Regions from separate parts of the Zea mays genome. Here region 1 is linked to region 2. Evidence: chromatin contacts called from public Hi-C data. All regions are on one chromosome and are shown on one strand. Each heading gives the region's core, a stretch centred on a gene start, on an enhancer-like site or on the middle of the called end of the contact. The rest is flanking DNA. Distances are from core to core; before and after follow the strand shown. Region 1 has its middle 94 kb from the start of LOC100276990. Region 2 holds the start of LOC103654541 (serine/arginine repetitive matrix protein 1).

Region 1 (2,805 bases), core at 193-2,692, 340 kb before region 2:
AAGTCCATATGGTTTAGGATGTATAAAATGACGATTTCCTACTCGGTCGATTCGGTGTTTACATTGATTTTAGACAATTTTGACTAAAGTGGTTCTCATATAACGAGTTAAAAAGTTAGACGTTTGATAATCTACATCAACTTTTGATAACTAGAAGCTGAAAAAAACTGAAACAAACAAGTCCATAATCTGTGAGATGTCTAGGCTCTTGCTGCCTGGTCTAGCTGGTGGTCAAATATGCAAATATGTTCGTTTCGTTTCTCGCACGAAATGTGTTCTCCTTTTTTCCCACTCGTCATACAATACAACTCAATGGGCCGCTACTGTGCTTCTTGGGCCTCGTCTGTACGAATGAATGTGTCATAGTAGTAGATGGAGCCCAACATAATTTGCTGCTGGCATGATGATAATACGACAAGGGAAGAGAGGTTTCCAGCGAAAAGAAATGTACTGAATTTTTTTGGTAATCTTGGGACCAAGCATTATTGTATTAATATTCCATCCCAACATGCCCAAGCAAGCAATCCTGAGCATATATTGGGCCTCAAAGTATTGGCTCATCCTCTCACGTGTCAAACACTACTCCAGGCATCTTGGCACTCACAGCAGCGTCGTGCCTAGAGATGGCAACGGGTACAAACCCGTCGGGTTTTGCTATCCCAAACCCGTACCCGTAAAAAATATTTACGTCCATTAAAAAACCCGTACCCATGACGGGTTTGAAATTTTGCCCAAACCCGTACCCATCGGGTTAGCGGGTACCCACGGGTTACCCGCGGGTTTTATCTCCAATATGTTTATTCTTTTTATAATCAATAAGTATTGTAATGATTAATGAGATCATGGTCCAAAATTTATGTAATGAACAATGAGTTCATGATTTGGTATAAAAATATTAATAGAGAGAATTAAATACAAATAATAAGTTGTATAATCAAGTTACCTTGCACTAGGTTATACATCCACCACATATATAACACTAGTAATAACTATAATAGCAAGAAAGCAACACTCTCACCAACTACTTATACATTCACTATTTGATAAAAATTAGGAAGTAAATAGGTAGATAACAAGTTTGTTGTTCGTTTATAAAATAAAATGACAATATGCACTATGTTTGTCGGGTTTAAAAAACCCACGGGTTCACGGGTTTGGGTACTATAGGAACAAACCCGTACTCATAAACCCGTCGGGTATACATTTATGCCCATTAACAAACCCATGGGTATGAAAATTGACCCAAACCTGTACCCTAATGGGGTAAAAACCCATCGGGTTTCGGGTTTCGGGTACCCATTGTCATCTCTAGTCGTGCCATCCAGGCATCTTGGCACTCGCAGCAGCGTCGTGCCATGGAGACTTTCAGCGTCACGGTCTGGCACGTGCCGTTCCATGGCCACATCACAGATGGATATGGATGGATCGGTCGCACGCAAGACAGTCCATGTGAGGCTAGCTGCGGCCCCATGCTGCTGATGCTTGCTGGCAGGCAAGCACCTCACACCTCCCATCCGATCATTTTGTTGTGTAGTGCCTTCTCCCTTCCTTTTTTTAAGGATGTGTTTGATTAAGCAGTGAAGTAGAATAAATCAACTTCATTCTAGTTTTTTAAATATTTGTTTTTTTTTAAAAAAAAGAGTGGAACGGCTTCTAATATCTTTATATAAAATTTACCATAAAAAGTTGGAATGCTCCCGCTCCACCAAAATGATCGGATACGAGTACTCTCCTCTCTTTTTACTCTCTATATTTATATGCCCTCTAACTAAACAAAGAACGAAGCGAATCTGCTCTATTCTATTCTTCAACCAAACAAAAAATAAAGTGACTTTGTTCTGCTTGCCAAACGAAGAATTGAACGACTTCATTCTAAAAAACTAGAATGGAACCGCTCAATCCTAATTGACTCTCCAACTAAACATATGTCTTGATGGTCCAAAAGAGACATAGACTGCTCTTACAACCTCCTCAAAATATTTTTTTTGATTTTTTCTGCTTCACGCAATAATCCCATAGCAAAATGTTAACATCCACATTGACAAGGTGAATCCAATGTGAGTGGCATGACTCAAATTTCATGGCGAAAGAGAGAGAACACACCATCTGCCATATATATCTTTGAACCGGCAGTGTCATTTTGTGCCGTCGTATGATGGCATGCATGCATTGCTTGTTGTTGGTAAAACACATCGACGCTAAAATGATTTTTGAAGCCTTGCTCCGCTTCTTGTGTTCAGTATGGAATATAATATAGTTACCATGGTTCATGTGGACGTCGTGAAGAAAGCTCATGCAAATGAAGTGTCACATTCGTGCAAAGAAGCAAGGCACTCCTACGTACTTAGATGGTACATCATGTATATATTGCAGACTCGCACATCTATAGTGACTAGTGAGAGCTTCAGTTTGATGATGCCCAGATATTGATCAATTGAGATATTAGAAGAAACCAAATCAAATTAGTTCATAACTTGGATATTATGTAACACTTCAAATGTGGCTAATTTTTTTATGCTATCTCCATTTCATTTGCATATTTATTTGTTATCGACTCACAACACGTGATTGTTGTTAGAAATATAAATAAGAGTCATCGGAATATCCTAGATCTAATTCAATAAGGACTTTTCTTGTACTCCAAATCTACATATATGTAAATTAATTAATAGGTGGTCGAGGTGGAGGCGCTCGTGGGTAAGCTAGATGCGATCGGCTGCAACAGACAACCTGCGATGGACGGGGTCTATAGGTGATCAAGCGGGTACGATCAAGTGTCAACGTCCTGGTCTAGAAAGGCAAGCC
Region 2 (3,037 bases), core at 274-2,773:
AGGTAGATTGGAAGGGAAAGGGAAAGTGATGACGACAGACGTAGGACCAGATCAGTTAGATTAGATTGAATAAAACTTTTGGGTCCGAGATGGACGCGTGGTGATGTGGGTGTCCCGCCGTACGCACCAAACGCGGAGCAAGCTCCAAACCCGAGCGCCTTTTAACAAGAAGTAATTATGTAGTTCAACTAATAAACCACCAATACAATATTATATAGAAAAAACATTGTCACGAGTGACAAATTATATAAAATAATCTTATTTCCGAGGGCATAATAATTACCCTCGGAAATTAAAAGTTTAAATTATCTAAGCACCACTAAATAACCTAAAACAAGCTAATTTAATTACATAATCAAATTCCGGTCGTCGAAAATAACAAACTAAACAATATTTAACATACAAATCATTTAATACTAAAAATGACTACTAGCAAACAATCAATGCATCTACAAAATTATACTACAAAATAAAAATACTCACTTAGCCGATGGCGAGATTGGCGTGGCCGATGTCGGGCGTGGGAGCCAACGAGGCGGTGGGGGCGGAGCGAGCGTCGGTGGGCGCCGGGAGGGTGCCGGTGGCTCTAGCGGCTTTGTCGAGGCTGGCTCCAGCCCAGCGTGGCGGCGGCGCCGCAATTGAAACGGTGGCAGCTGGTATGAAGTGATGCTTGTGCGAAATGAAACAGTGCGATCGGGCGTCGGCGGGCTTAAAATCTCTTATATCTGACGGCTTGTCTGACAGCCGTCGAACATAAGATTATCTCGGCTTGTCTGACAACCGTCGAACGTATGACTTTATGCCTCATGGATGTGGAAAGCTATCAAAGATAACCTTATATCCGGTGGTCACCAAAGAAGCCATCGGATATAAGCTTTCTGTCGGAGATTTCTTATTTTGTTGTTGTAACACCTGCATCCAATCTGCGTAACATTACCAATATTCACCCGATCGAGTACAAAACTTGTGGGTATATATATATATTTTTGGCTCCAACGGCTATCCCTAAGTAGATATATACAAACACCAGCGTCATATCATATGGCTAATAAAGTGGTACGTAATATCATTGTCTTGAACTTCTTCTGCCAAACAGAGTGGATATATACAAACATCAGCTTCATTTTTTACATGCCTAATAAAGTGGCATGTATTACTAATTTTTTGTCTCAAACTTATCAAGCAAGCGGCACAAGTACGTTACCAGTAAGTTGCTCACACATTTGCCGCAAACACGTAAACGTTATCGCCAGAGACATGCCGCACGCCCCCATTACGCTAACAGGCGGTCACGCACGCACCCACCCACCCAAAGCTTAGCTGTAAAAAGCCGAACGAGCCAGCGAACCCATGCACGCACGCACCACGGCACGAGCTCCACTGACACACCTTTAAACAAGCCGCCGAAAAAAACCACAAAAATAAGGGAAAAAGGTGCCTGACACCGGGGCCAGCGCGTCATCGTCAGAACGGCCAGCTATGCCGTCGACGACGCCCCGGCTCCCTAGGCAGGCGGCAACTTCTCGCCTCCCCGCCCGCTCGTATCGTACCCCGACGCGTCGACGACGAGATACAGTGGCACTCCGAAATTTACACAACTTGTGTCGGGGTAGTATCGTCATTCGGAGCTCCCCCGCCACCGCTTTAAATTGCTCCCAAAAGCGGGAGCCGAACAGAGCGACCCACCCAGAGCGCGCGGCAGCAGAGGAAGGCGAGACGCGAGAGGAGTTGCAAGATGGTGGCGATGGGCGTGGACGAGGACGAAGAGCGGCGGATGGACGAGCGGCCCATGCACCAGGGCTGCATGGCGGGGTTCCTCCACCTGTTCGACCGACCCCAGATCCTCTCCGGCCGCCGCCTCCACAGCTCGCAGCGCCGACTCACGTCGGTTTCCAGTGTACGCGCGCGCTCTCGCCCCTGTCAAGCACTGCCCCAAGGTTATCCAGTCTTGGTTTTGACCATCGTGCTGTCTTTTTTTTCCTTGCCTGTGTGTTCAGGGCTCCGCGACTCCGTCCGAGCGGTCGATGCCGCTGGACCGGGCGCCGTCGTCGCCGGACACGACGCCGCCGGCCGCGCCGCGGCCGTCGCTGCAGCTTTCGCCGCTGGACCTCAAGGAGGGAGGCGTTGGCGGTGGATTCGGAGCACCGCAGGCGTGGAGGCTGCCGCGGCTGTCGCTGGACAGCCGCGCGGTGGTCGACGCCAGGGGCAAGCTGCGGCCGCGCGAGATCCGGACGTCGGCCGCCGCAGGCGCGCCGCCGTCCCCGTCCGCGGGGTGCGCGGACGAGCGCAGGTCCCCGAGCGTCGTCGCGCGGCTCATGGGCCTCGACGCGCTGCCGCACGGTCTGGGCCAGGCGTCCGCCGAGTCCGGGCAGCACGGCGGCGGCGGCGCCAGCCCGGCCGCGCTCCGGCGGTCCGCGTCCGAGCGCGTGCCAAGGGACCCGGCGCAGTTCCGCTTCGTCGACCCGTCCTTCTTCGAGAGGCCGGCGTCGCCGCTGCCGTCGCCGCCGGTGGCCGAGGAGGTGGCGGTGCGGCGGGCGCCGGATCCGGCGGCCGTCCCGCGCGCGCTGCAGAGGCGCAGCCGCTTCGACGCGCACTATGAGGTGTTCCCGGAGCCGGCGAAGCGCGCGGACCCGGCGTCCGGCGCCGCCGCCCACGGCGAGATCGCGCTGTACGGCGAGATCGAGCGTCGCCTCCGCAAGCGCGGCATCGCGGAGCCTGCCAGGGACCTCGAGACGCTGAAGCAGATACTTGAGGCGCTGCAGCTCAAGGGCCTCCTCCACCACACCGCTCCGGTGCCCGCGCAGGCGCGCACCACGCCGCCACCCATCGTCGTCATGCGCCCGTCCAGTCGCGCGCAGCCGCAGATGCCACCGCCGGCGCGCCTGACGCCCGCGCGGCGGCTCCGCGTGGACGTCGACCGCGCGCGCCGCCCCCGGTCGCCGGACCCGTCGCCATCCCCCGCCCGTAGCCCGGCGTCCCCCGCTCGGCGTGGCTCGCTGTCCCCCCAGCGCCGTGTCTCGCCTTCGCAGTCACCGAA

Evidence for each region. A called contact is a pair of places that touch in the nucleus more often than the background predicts.
Region 1: a contact with region 2 is called in a Hi-C map of ear, with 2.1 times the contacts expected there. The contact joins the enhancer-like site here to the promoter of LOC103654541 in region 2. A contact is called at or near these places in 2 of 25 Hi-C or Micro-C datasets (ear and tassel).

What each region holds. Positions count from the first base shown.
Region 1 is chr4:209,246,333-209,249,137 of Zm-B73-REFERENCE-NAM-5.0, reverse strand. No RefSeq gene overlaps it. Among protein-coding and RNA genes, the nearest start is that of LOC100276990, 94 kb to the left of the region's middle. Within about 2 kb of position 1,442, at least 16 of the 20 cell types and tissues checked have an H3K27ac peak or open chromatin away from gene starts, as enhancers often do. A contact at or near this core is called in ear and tassel, where this site is marked.
Region 2 is chr4:208,910,283-208,913,319 of Zm-B73-REFERENCE-NAM-5.0, reverse strand. LOC103654541 (serine/arginine repetitive matrix protein 1) reads left to right here and starts at 1,523. Exons shown (of 3, transcript XM_008681377.4): 1 at 1,523-1,897; 2 at 1,998-3,037. The coding sequence starts at 1,736.